2 separate regions of the Gossypium raimondii genome follow, and region 1 is linked to region 2. A link is a contact called in public Hi-C data. All regions are on one chromosome and are shown on one strand. Each heading gives the region's core, a stretch centred on a gene start, on an enhancer-like site or on the middle of the called end of the contact. The rest is flanking DNA. Distances are from core to core; before and after follow the strand shown.

Evidence for each region. Hi-C and Micro-C count contacts between places; a contact is called where the count stands out from the background.
Region 1: a contact with region 2 is called in a Hi-C map of leaf, with 4 times the contacts expected there. The contact joins the promoter of LOC105767243 here to the enhancer-like site in region 2. A contact is called at or near these places in 2 of 2 Hi-C or Micro-C datasets (both in leaf).

The regions. Positions count from the first base shown.
Region 1 is chr13:22,901,487-22,907,574 of ASM2569854v1, reverse strand. LOC105767243 (acyl-coenzyme A oxidase 4, peroxisomal) reads right to left here and starts at 4,121. Exons shown (of 13, transcript XM_012586750.2): 1 at 3,959-4,121; 2 at 3,516-3,608; 3 at 3,228-3,334; 4 at 3,021-3,098; 5 at 2,803-2,923; 6 at 2,594-2,667; 7 at 2,429-2,488; 8 at 2,200-2,309; 9 at 1,584-1,743; 10 at 1,319-1,395; 11 at 1,060-1,231; 12 at 875-967; 13 at 195-599. The coding sequence starts at 3,983. The coding sequence ends at 468.
Region 2 is chr13:22,782,279-22,789,048 of ASM2569854v1, reverse strand. LOC105767251 (ankyrin repeat protein SKIP35) reads right to left here. Exons shown (of 4, transcript XM_012586767.2): 2 at 5,759-6,495; 3 at 4,312-4,744; 4 at 1,779-2,933. The coding sequence starts at 6,381. The coding sequence ends at 2,127. Among protein-coding and RNA genes, the nearest start is that of LOC105767251, 4.0 kb to the right of the region's middle. Within about 2 kb of position 2,773, the one cell type or tissue checked has open chromatin away from gene starts, as enhancers often do. A contact at or near this core is called in leaf, where this site is marked.

The DNA.
Region 1 (6,088 bases), core at 2,872-5,371, 120 kb before region 2:
CAAATGTTTAGTGGTCTTTATTAACAGGTCAAGAAACGGAGAGTATTTGCCATTATTACCAAAGGAGCGTGCAAAATCATCCACGGTGAGATTCGATGAGTAATTAGTTTTGCTGCTGTGCATTGGGATACCTTCTAATTGGGAGAATTGGTACTCTAGAGACCCGTACTCGTTTTAGAAATGATAAATATAAATTATATAAATTTATCAATTAATGATTCAATTATTAAAAATGATAAAATAATATTATCCATTATTACTACATATAATACACTATAATCGCTTCATTATTCTCTAAACAAGCTTTTTACAGAGAAGCTACGTAAATTTATTCAGATCCCAAATAAATTGGACATTAGAGCTCATAATATTCATTTCCCTTCACCTATTCACAAGTGCTAATTCAAAGCCTTCTTTTTCCCGTAACTGAAGAAATCTCCTCCTAGAATAGAGAAGAAAGTCCAGGATCACAGGCGGCTGTGCTTGCTCATCTCAGGTGCCTTAAAGCTGGCAAAACCAGTGATTTCCCTACCAGTTACCAAGCTGTTGATATCATACGTGCCTTCATATGTATAAATGGGTTCCATATCACAGAATGCCTGCATGGAATGGTGACACCAAGAACGGAAAACTCAAATATGTTTTCTATAAGGAATTTTTCTTTAGATCTGGATGACAATAAGGACCAAATCTTAAGTATACCAACTTCCCAAAGGCAGACATCTAATAACTGTTCATTATATACTTGATAGACTATTGGGAGGATCTCAGGTTTGGATTAGGTTTGTCAAACTGCATCCTGATTAACCAATAGATATATTCTACCATGAAGATGTGAATACGTGATTTTGTTTTGAAAGCAGAGAATGATAACCTTTGCAACATGAAAATCAGCCAGAATTCCATTGCCACCAAGTAATTCCCTCCCAAGCACGACTGTCTCTCTTGCCCTCAATGTGATCCATGACTGAAGACCATAAAAGTTTGTCAGGGCTTAACTAACTCAGAGTGAAACCTCGTATGAAATCACAGGTTTTACATATCTTAAAATGTTTATACCTTTCCCAAGCTAGCATGACCAGGAGTCATTTTACCCTTATCATACAATTTGCAAAGGCGCCAACCAACAAGGGTCATTGCTTGAATATCACCTAGCATTAGAGAAAGTTTCTGTTGGTTAAGTTGAAATGCTGCCAATGGAGCTCCAAACTGTTTCCTCTCCTTCAGATACCTACATCAAAGCAAATGCAAAACAGGTCACCTTACATGCTTGATATGTCATTCTTCAAATTGAGAATAACAGCACCCATTGCAATACCTCAAACACATGTCATAGACACCCATTGATATGCCAATAGGTTGCCATGCAACCATTACTCGTGAAACAGCCAGTACCTGCTTTTCCATGGTGACAGATCACATTTTCATGAATAAAGCATAAAATCCCGCAGGATATATTGAAAGGCACCAATATAAAAAAAAAAGGTTAAATCCTACCACTGACCATAGATTATCAACCAATTAGCAAGCAGAAATATGAGCTGAGATGCTATCATTATCTCAAACAGGCTATTTGAACATACCTTGTTTGTATCTAGAAATGAGTTTAGACCAGGTAATCGGTCCTCATCAGGAACAAAGACATTCTTTAAGAGAATATCACCATTTTGCACAATTCGCACTCCAATCTTGTTTGCTATTTTTGTAGCTTTCAGTCCAGGGGAATTCTTCTTAACAATATATCTGAAACAGATGGCAGAAGCATCCCATTTTAAGGAAAAGGAGAATGCAATGAATACTGAATCTAGCCACCTTTTTATTTGCATTGTTATTGCTTCTCTCTCTGCTTGGTTACAATAATGTAAACTTTGAAAATTATGACTTCCATTTATGTTCTTTAAAATCCTAACGTAAATTCAAAATGGACAAAAAGTCCTAAATATCTTTCTCGCCCCTTCTTGAAATGATAACCAGATTTGAACATTTCCACCTCTTCAAGATCATTAAGCCCTTAATGGTACTTGAGTAAAAATTCTCAACTGAAATGTTGATTTGGCTTTTCATTCTATGTTTGTAAATACTTCCTAGTTTCTAGTGAACATACAAGCATGTGTATTTATTGACTATTAGATGGCGCTTGTGTTTACGACCAAATGCTAAATTCTTTTCAATGTCTTTCTTACATACTATTTCATTTACCCATTTATCTGATTGGTTGTGATATTCCTGGCAAAAATAACCAACACATCAGCAAAAGTACTGTTTCCTATCCAGCGTTTTTGTCCGTCAATTATCCAACCTCCCTCTACCTGAAATTTTTTATATGATAGCAAACATGATACAAGCACAAATTTTAGAATGTTTAGCAGTATAATAAGCTATACTAAAAAAGACAATCGAAAACCAATAAACAAGGTTGAGGGCAGACCTTTCTTGCAGTTGTATTAACAGCACTAGCATCACTTCCATATTCAGGCTCAGTCAAAGCCTAAAGATAAAATGATACATATTTTTTTTTAAAAAATCCTTCAGAGTTAAAGCTGAAAAATGAAATTAAAGCCTCCCAAAATGTTATTCCAGAAAGAAATACTACCCAACAAGCTATCGTCTTTAACTGTGCCAAAGAAGGTAAATACTTCTGCTTCTGTTCCTCTGACCCACATGATGCTGTTCTTGATGGTCCAGGCAATTTATGCAAAGGTCATATTTATCAGTTATCTTCTCTAAGAAAAAATAAATAAATATACACATGCCATTAATTAATATGTAAAACAGAAAGGAAAGTTGTTTCATAAATCTCACCAATTGTAAGCATGCCTACAGAATGCACCAATAAAAATGTAGAGCAACTTGCATCAACTCTAGCAATCTCTGCATTTGCAATAGCACTAGTAGTGATGGAGAGACCAGGGGATCCATAACCCTGCAAATCATAGATAACCAAACATCATACTCACTTGAGTTACACTTCAAGAAAGAAGGAGATAAGTTAAAAACAAAAAATTTAATGTAGGAATAACCTCGGTATTAAAGCCAGCAATTCCAAGATCAGCAAGTTTTGGAAGAATTTGGAATGGAAACTCTGCCTTCTCCCAATACTGGGAAAATTTTCAGATCAGTTTCTTTCTTGGTAAATGTGTAAGTAAAAACAATGATAAAAAGCAATTAACCCTAAAAATCATCAATCCAAGTTGTTAGACCAATCATGAACAGCATCTGAAAGATACCTCCGCCATTATAGGAGCTACTTCTTTTTCCATAAACTCTCTTACTTTCATTCGGAGAGTCTTCTCCTCAGGACTCAATAGATCATCAAATCGATAATAATCAGAAACTGTATTTATTTTTCCCAAAAGCAAAACACGCATATAATTAGAACTCAAGGTTTCCCATTTGATAACAACACATAGTCAAAATCTATAAAAAGATTTAGCACTCCAGAACCAATATTTTATCAAGTTGAGATGCATTAATGAAAAAAATACAAGATTTTAGAAGAGCTATAAAATTCATACCAGACGGAGGAAAAACAGATGCTGGAGATGCTTGAGGGAATGCAACCGAAACATCCAAAGGTGGTGAAGGTTTGTCACTTTTTTCAGTTTCATCTGTGAGACATCAAAGACAACAAATCTTTGACTAAAGCCAAACAACACAATAATCGCAAACACAACAACGTTGAAGCTGTCACTGTAAGAAAACAGCTAATAAAAATATAAAGTTTTTTCTTCTTTGAATTCTATTCTTCCCTGAATTCATCCAGAAATAATATGTAAAGCTCCAAACTTTCATAAAATTTTCTTGCTATAATTAACATAGAGTCGCTAGTATTAAGTTTCTTAAAAATTGTCAAGTGCTTAGTTAGTTCTATCATTTGGGGGGAAAATTAAGATCGAATACCAAAAAGGAAAAAAGGAAAAGACAAAATTTTGAAAATCAACTTGCAGATAAAACGAACCTTGAAACTTGGATGGAAGTATCATGGTGATGGACTGACAAGTTCCTTTATTATACTGATAGAAACAAAATAGAAGGAAAATGGAGGAAAAGAAAGGCCAGGTAGAAGCATGATAAAAGATAGAGGTTTTATATTGTTTCTTTATGTTGGCACATGGATAACGATAAAGTTGGCGGTAGGGTCCCTATTACTAAATGTGAAAGTAGAATTAGCACGCAATTTAGGTTGAATGGTAATACAAGTAAATGATCAAAGGCTGGCTCCCACCAGGTGTGGTTGGGGTCAATCCTAATTAATATATTATAATAGTAATGATAGCACCAACAAATAAAAATTTGAAAATAAGTTTGACATGTAATTCATCTTCTGGTAAGAAATGATTGAATGAAATTGTGATTTTATCTTTTTCTAATAGGATAATAATAAATTAGATTTTTTCTCTTAATTTTTAGCATTTTTAGCTGGATTTAAATTTTTTTCAGGAGAAAAAATCTAAAAATCAAGAGAAAAAATATGATTTGTTATTCTCCTATTGGAGAGGGAGAAGGATAGGAATAACATAAAATTACGGTTTCATACTAGAGGTGCTTATAGGCCGGGCCGGGCACAACCAAAATTTTAGGCCCAGACCTAGCTTGGCCCAAAAAATGGGCCTAAAATTTTGCTCAAGCTCAGTCCGAATAAAAATATTAAAACCTGGACTTGGCTCGACCCATATTATTTTTTATATTATTTATATATATTTTTAATATATATAATATATCAAAAATACTAAAATATTAAAATAAATATTTCCCAACAAATTTAAATATATATATATATACTTAAATAACACTAAGATAGGTGCAACTTAACAAGTAAATGCCTCTAAAATAGTAACAAAATTAACAATAACAACAAGAATTATACAATAACAACAAAATAGTAGCAACATAATAGTGAAATTGTAGCAAAATAGTGAAAAAAAAAGAAAATAGAAAAAAAAAGTTAAAAAAATAGCAAAAAAATTGCAATATTTTTTTTTTTGCATATTCGAACTGGGCTGGGCCCAGGCCAAAAAAACCTTACTCGAGGCTCGGCTCATTTTCTAAATGGACCTTTTTTTGCCCATATCCATTTTTCGGGCCTATATTTTTACCCAAACCATCCCACTTTTCGGGCGGACCTTTGGGTCGACCTATAACACCCCAAAATAGGGCCTAGGAGTTTTAGGAGTATTTTAGGAATTTTGGCCTAGACAAGCTCGAAAATTTGTAATGTTGGTACTTGGTAATGTTTTCGACTCTGGCATCTTAAGTGTCAAACCAAATTTTGAAAAAGTGTTCTAGAAACCCTTAATTTTAGAGAAAGAACTAATTTGTAACATAGTTAAAACAGTGAGCATTTATGTGGCAATTAAACCAGTTTTTAAAATTGAACCTAAAAACCTTTACTTTCAGCCTAAACTTGCGATAGTTGTTCTTCAAGTTTGTAGTTGCCGCCCCTTGTTCTTTCCCTCACCATTCCATTGATTTTTATCCCCAAATCACAATACCTTGATTTCTTATCATTCCCAAGTCATTTTCCATCATAAATCTCCAAGAAAAACGCTAAAAAATGCCATAGATTTCACCGTATTCTTCAAACGTGGGGTTTTTGGATTTACGTCAAAACTCATTCATTCTTTCAATAAAGGTAATCATTCATGTATTTATTGGTTTCTAATGTCATCTAGACTCTAAAACTAAATTATTAACCCTAAAATCATATGCTTTAAATAAAAGCTAAAAATCGAGCCATTAATGGTGAATTTCGGGATTTTGAGTCAAAACTTGGTTTAAAAGTTTTTTTCAACTTGTTTTAGCATGATTAGAAGGTTTTAAAACCTATCTTGAAGTTTTGTTAAAGATTTCTCATGTTCTAATGAATTTTGTGAAAATTACCTAAAAGATGTCGAAAAATGTCGATACCATGAATTGAGTAGATTTGTCTAGTTTGAAGGTTACGAGTTAGGCGTAGATGATTAAGTAGATGAACATAACTGATTTTATGCAAAAAGGTTGAGTATAGATGAATATATTAGTATATAAAGTTTGTTGTGTTAATAGTTTAAGTTACATAAGAACTTAGCTTAAAGCTTGTGTTTTAGTT
Region 2 (6,770 bases), core at 1,524-4,023:
TGCCGGAATGAAGCTGCAGGTGCATCATTGGAAACGGCGTTTCATATCCCATAATTTGAAGTCCGATTGATACGTAATTTTGCATTTGTAGATGCTTCAAATCTGAAGAAAGTGAGCCAATTGTTGAGCCTGGCTGTCAGTCCAAGAGTAATTGCGTCTCACCTGAAACTTGAGCATCCTTTACTTGCCTGATCTGGACTGCATTGCAGAATCTTAGTGGTGCTTGAATCGCATCGTGCGATAAAGCATCCTTTCTATTGGTTTAAAGAAACTGGGTTTTGGGTGATGCAATTGGGGAGCATATTCTTTGGGATGAAAGGGCTATGCAATCACTAACTACATATTCATCTTCAATCCTTTCTCTGCTGCTGTTTGCCTAAACATGGTCACATTTCCGATTCTACATTGACTTCGCATTTCAAAGAGAGTATCCAGTCTATAGGGGCTGGCTAAAGAAGGGGTTTGATCTGGGGTGTCAAATAAAGAGGAATTGTTGAAGGTGTGCAGATTCATACTCAAATATGAGAGTTGGTAAGTCGGCTGTAGAGAGAAAGAAAGGGGAATATGAAGGATTACAAGGAGGTGGTAGAAAATCATTACAGGCGAAATACTTCAGCTTGGAATCTCTGCTTCTGCTAATATGTCTAACAGCATCCTTGCTCATCCTTCCCTTAATACTTCCACCGTTACCTCCCCCACCTTTCATGCTGCTACTGCTTCCCATTGCCATTTTAACCGTGCTAATGTTTTTGGCTTTCATGCCTTCTAACGTTAGGGATATTACTTTGTAAATTGGGGTCTAGAACTGCAACCCCCCAGGGATACAATTTTATTTTTATTTTTATTTCCCAATAGATATTTGAAAATGAAAGAATTTGTTATTTGTTACGTGTCCCTTGCCAAGCTACAATGCCTCATTCTTACGAATTGCACTACTTAACTGCTGCATCTTGGTAGGAATTAATATAATTAATAATGAGATATGAAAGAGATAAATCATTGTTGAACTTTCTTTTGGAGAAACCAAAACTCTAAAATCTTTGCAGAATATCAGAAGACTTGAGGAGAAGATTTGAAGATTGAAGCCCCAATGAATTTGGAGAAATTTTGTAGGAACTCTAATAATGTTTTGAAGAATTGTCATCCACTCTCCAATCTCATTCAACCAAAAAAAAAAAAAACCTTTCTCTTCTTGATAAAATCTTTAGAAGGTGCACAAAGCGGAGTTATCCGTTTTGGAAAGTTTTAGAAAAGGCTTTCTCCAATTTGCTTCCATGAATACAAAGGATATCAAACATGTTCAATATCTCAATAGGATATCAAACCATTTCTTTAAAATCTCAATGGTTCATGAAGCAGATTGCATCCATCCTAGATAATTTTGGATCAAATTTTGTTGAAAAAATAATCAAAAGGTTTCTTTTCATTCAACACCCAAGTACAATTTTTTTGTGAAATTCATTGTATGTTTCCAATTTTTCATGTCTTATTTGACTAAAATTTTGCATCTACAATGTATGGCTAGCTTGAGAAATACTCCAAGCAAAGGTCTAAATATAGGGTTGCCGCCATGTTTGCTTGGGAAGTGCTCGCAGCTTGAATTTACTTGGCTATTGAATGATAAACGAGTGGTCGCTGCTTTTCAACATCACGTTAATATTCTTCATACCTCAGATGCTCAACCTTTAATACTTTTCCAACGCCTCGATTACTTTTTATTTCTACCATGTTAATTCTTTAACTGATAGAGCCCTAATCGTGAGCTGACGCGAGCCTACTTGTACTGGTGAAAAGAGGTTTTTATTTCTGGTTCACAAAAACTCTTGTGCAGGTGGAGATATCAGTACATTACAGTACTTTAGGATTACATATATAACGATAATAATACAATCCCATCATAGTATATCAACCCTTTTTGCGAAAATAGTTGCTCTCTGTCTTGCATTATAGATGAACAACATATCTATACCTACTATATTATGATATACGTGCCATAGAAGAAGCGCTGCAAATCACACGATGGAAGGAAATTTGACAAACTTAGAAGCTTTGTGACGTACCAACTGCTAAAATGATATTATTACGTATGGCACATAGGGTCAAGGGCATGCGAAAATCCAAGAGGTCTAACCAACACTGGGAGCACGAACCAAAAATGGAGGAAGGTGATGTTCCAAAGTAGCTAGAAGCTCTCTGCCTTGACTTACCTCTTCTAATGACCCACCTCCAAGCATTCGAACAGCTTCAACAAGCTGCCCCCTCAGCCTTTGCGATAACAGACGACCCCCCACCTCAACACATTCCCTGTACAGTGGCATGTATGCAATTCCAACCCTCAAAGGAGCTGGCAGATCCCTTAAGCAAATTGGAGATTCCCCCCTCTTCAAAATCCTCATCAGCTTCATGTAATGTTCTTGCCCTTGCTTTAATCCATCCAAGAAAGCTGCCTCTGACCAGTGTTCTTGAACAAATGCTCTCAGCTCAGGAGCAACAGCCTCATCATCAGACTTTGCAATGCTGTCTGCAACAGCATAAGTAGCAGCAGCATCACCTAAGAAGTCAGAGTGGAGGAGAAACGCAACACCATCAAGAGATCCCCCACTTCGTTCACCCGCAGCCTTAAGAATTTCGATGCTGAGGGCCGTTAGGACATGCTTAGGAACATGGGGGAGGAGATATGCAGCCACACCAACTTGGCTGCTGGAAGTAGCGGCAGTGAGGGCCAGACAGAGCTCCATGTCTCGACAACCTCTTTTAACAAACCACCGGACAACCTGCATGCATCCTCTTTCAGCTGCTCTCATTAAAGGGCCCAAAAACGCCATAGCATTACCCTCTTCCACTAGACACTCCATTGTCCCAATCTTGCAGTAATGCGAGGCAAAACCCAAGGCAAGATCAACATCAACATCCAAGCTATTCCGTTGGGCAATCTAGACCAGAAAAATGCCAAATAACCAAACAAGAATTATTAAGGAAATGTCAGTAAACAATAAAATAATGATAATAATAATCTTTTCTTTTAAAAAAAATAAGAAAAGAAGCCCTTCTCTTATAGCAAAAGTGAAAGCACACCTCAATTTCCATTGTTACAAGAAAAAATATAAATCTGATTAGGGTGTGATTCTAGCTTCGGTTCCTCAATTTGAGTTTTTCCGTGGAATCTGTTAGGCTCACTTACGTCTAAACAAGAAAAAGCCATTACATTTTCCCACAGGGCTTTCCATCACTTGCATATTTTCCCAATCTAAATGCTTGGATTCCCTCACCACATTTGTGAGAGAGAGAGTATCAATCTTATGCAGTCTAGGAATAAAAAGGAATGTTATGACATAACTAGTTCAGACCATGTTTACTCTTGGAAACGTCTGATTATGTAAGGAATAACTACCACTTGACTACCCCTCATATCTCCAAATAGAAATTAGTTTACATGCAAGAACACCAAATAATTCTACGACTACAAGTAACCATAACTAAAATGTGCAGAGTGAGATTTTGTTCAAAAATAACTAAGAAACCCGTTCCATCCAAGGACAAGATAGAGTGTAAGAATCAATCACCAAGTAGAATGAGATTATGTTCACTTTAAAGCCTAAATTGGAAATTTTCTAACATAATGATTTTCTGTGTTCAGCATATACACAGTAGCACTATTTTCTTTCACCCTACTTGTTTAAACAAATCTTGAATAATGTTTCATGGCCACACAATCTCTCACAGACACCTTGAATAATGTCAAGGCATCTTCAACAAAGAATTAAGAAATTGCAAACAAGTAACTTGAAAATGTTGGGATTGTGCATCTCTCTCCCAAGAGGATTAACATATGGATGCATGCCACTGGCAGAACTTAAAAGTAGGCACAGAATCACAAATACACATGCACATATAGAGACATGCATGCATTTATCATTTTGATTTTGAGCTCTTGTTGTAGTTCCTCAAAAACATGTTTGATATTTCATTCCATATTCCACTTAAGACCCCATAACAACAAGAAAATTGCTCATTGAAATAATAACAAGAAAACATGTAGGCTGACCAAAAAACAATTTTAGGAAGTGCAACCTGCCTGATTGACTTAATTACCCTTAATCCTATTGCAATATTAAACGAATCTTAACCAATTAATTTTTTATATAGCCAAAAAGTTATGCACGCTTCCTTTGACAAATTAATTTGAAGAATTAGTTTCAACTCATTCCTTTGCCAAAGAGCAAAACCTTGGTTCTTGAAAAATGCTACATAAACATACACAGCCAATAAATGAGAAAATGTCAAATCCCATTCCAAAGAAATAATACACACCTGCAATAAAATGCGAACAAGTTCTGTACTGCCGAATCGAGAGGCTTCAAGGAAACACTGGTTGACATTGTCTGCACCCCCCTCCACCAACATATCCAACAAACCTTGGATCACCGTAGCTGAGATCCCAGAAGCCCAGCCAGCATCAAATGAGCTAGAGAAGAGTGTAAGAGGAAAGCAAGCTGCATCAAATGCTTCTGTAAAATCCTTTCCCGTAAGTTGGTTGCCAGCAAGATCTAGGAAAGTCTTAAACGCAGTTAACTGGAGTTGTATTTCAATAGCTGAGCAATGATTCACTCTATCGTTGCTCCCCTGACAGCGAGAATGGGAACCTATACATTTCAAAGCCCATTCGGTGAACTTTTGCACCTTGGCACCAGCTTCTGCCTTCAAGACCTCATCCCCATGGCATTCTTGTAGGCGCTCGTGCAACCTAATGAGAACCAATACAAAAAATTGGCACATACGGAATGAATAACCAATTAGGCAAGGTCTTCTACAAAAAGTAAGGAAAAAGCAATGGTAAACTCCATTTTTTTCCTGAAGCAGATTTTATAGAAGACACTCACAAAGAGTATCATATGGCATGAGGAAAACATTCAAGCAGTAACTTTTAATAAGTTCATTTCAGATTATTTTTTCCAAAATAGTGAAATCAATGACATAAAACAGGCTGCATACATTATATGCATCTTTCATTAGACCTATCTTAAGTAGGCCCACTCTCCAATATACTACAAGCCACACACATAAACACTCCAAGTTCAATAACTAATTCAAAGCCACTTTTTTTGGTTGAATTCAAACCTTACTTCATGGGAAAAAAGGTGTGAAGGTTCATTCAATCAGATTTACAGAAAAACAGAAAATAACTTCTACTTCAGTTCTCAGAAACTATCTAAGCCAGAAGCAGGGAGAAATGCACAATAGTTAGGATTCTCTTATATGATGAACATAAGTGCAGTGAGTCTAATGCAACAAAAAATGTACAGTTACCTGATTGTTATGCGTGATCATACATAAAACTGGCAAAGAGTAACATGCATATCAAACAGCATGCATGAAGCCATTGACAGACTTAATGCCTTACCAGTGAATATTCCAATATTTAAAATATAACACAAAATCATAACAGACATATCCAACAGATGTAAAGCCTTACAAAAACAATTTTATCTAATACATAAACATATAAATGATTACAAAGTAAAATTGAAGTTAAAAGTTGCAGATGGTTATATGTGATCCCTATTAGTGGAGTTTAGGATAACAATTTCTCGTTGCTAGAAACTAGAATCAAGATCTATATTTACCTATATAGAAATGCATGGTAACCTAACATCAACAGGTTTTCCCCTCGTGACAACTGACAACATCAATGCTTTTGAAGATAATTTCAAAGAAGCTTTATTATCTATCTACTAGTCAAAAGAAACAGCTTGTTTACCTCTGGGCCATCACAGTTACAGTGTCAGCAAGACTCATCGTGCGACTCTGGCAAGCAGAGACACAAGAAGCAAGAAATGAAGTCCGGAGAGCGGCTCTAGTAAAGTCATAAGCACCATTGGCAATGATCTTCTTAATCAAATCAGTAATCCCATAAAGCTCCTGTTGGGTGCTCAAAAACCAGATAGCATCCAAGGTGACACACAACGCATCATTTAGAGTCTGTGGATCTGCCGACAAGATTAGACTCTCAGCAAGTTCCCAATCATGGGAACTCACGGCCCCTTGAAATAATTGGCCCAACTCAATCCTGTATTGTCGGCTGAGCTTCTTGTCGTGCCCAGATTTATCCTTCTGGCAGAACTCGGAGCCTTTCGCAGCTACTGTAGATTTGATTTTCTTCAGACTACAACTACAACTACCAGAAGTTGATGACTCTTTAATTACAAGGGGTGCCTCAGTCGAGAAAACCATATTGCTTGCCTCACCTTTTTCCAATCGAAAGCCTTGAATTTCACTGTTTGGTTGTCCCATTTCAGTTTCCTCAGTATCCATTCCAGTAAACCAAGGCTCCTCTAAGTGCATGTTTTCACTCCCCACAACAAATTCGCTCCCTTTTTCCATTAGTTACACTATTCGTTGAGCAAATTTTCAGCAACCAAAACCAAGTCACAAATGAAGTGAACACTTAAGTCTCAACCATCAAGAGGAAAGGATCCATCCTCAAAAGGCACCAAACTGTCAGAAAAAGTCGAAGAGAAAATGTGTCCTCAAAAACCTAGATGCATGTCTCTTGCAGCAAAATAAACCGAAATTTTGTATGCTTAACAATAATTTTCTAGTGCCAGTCACCTAATCCGAAGGCAAAAGCAAAGCCCAAATACCAGGAATATTCAATGATCAGACATCAATTCCCAGAAAAATAAAACAAAGGAAACCCATAAGACATAAAAGGGAGAGAATGGCCAAAGCAAAGCAAGAGAAACTCTTCTCAGAACGATCTAAAGGATTCA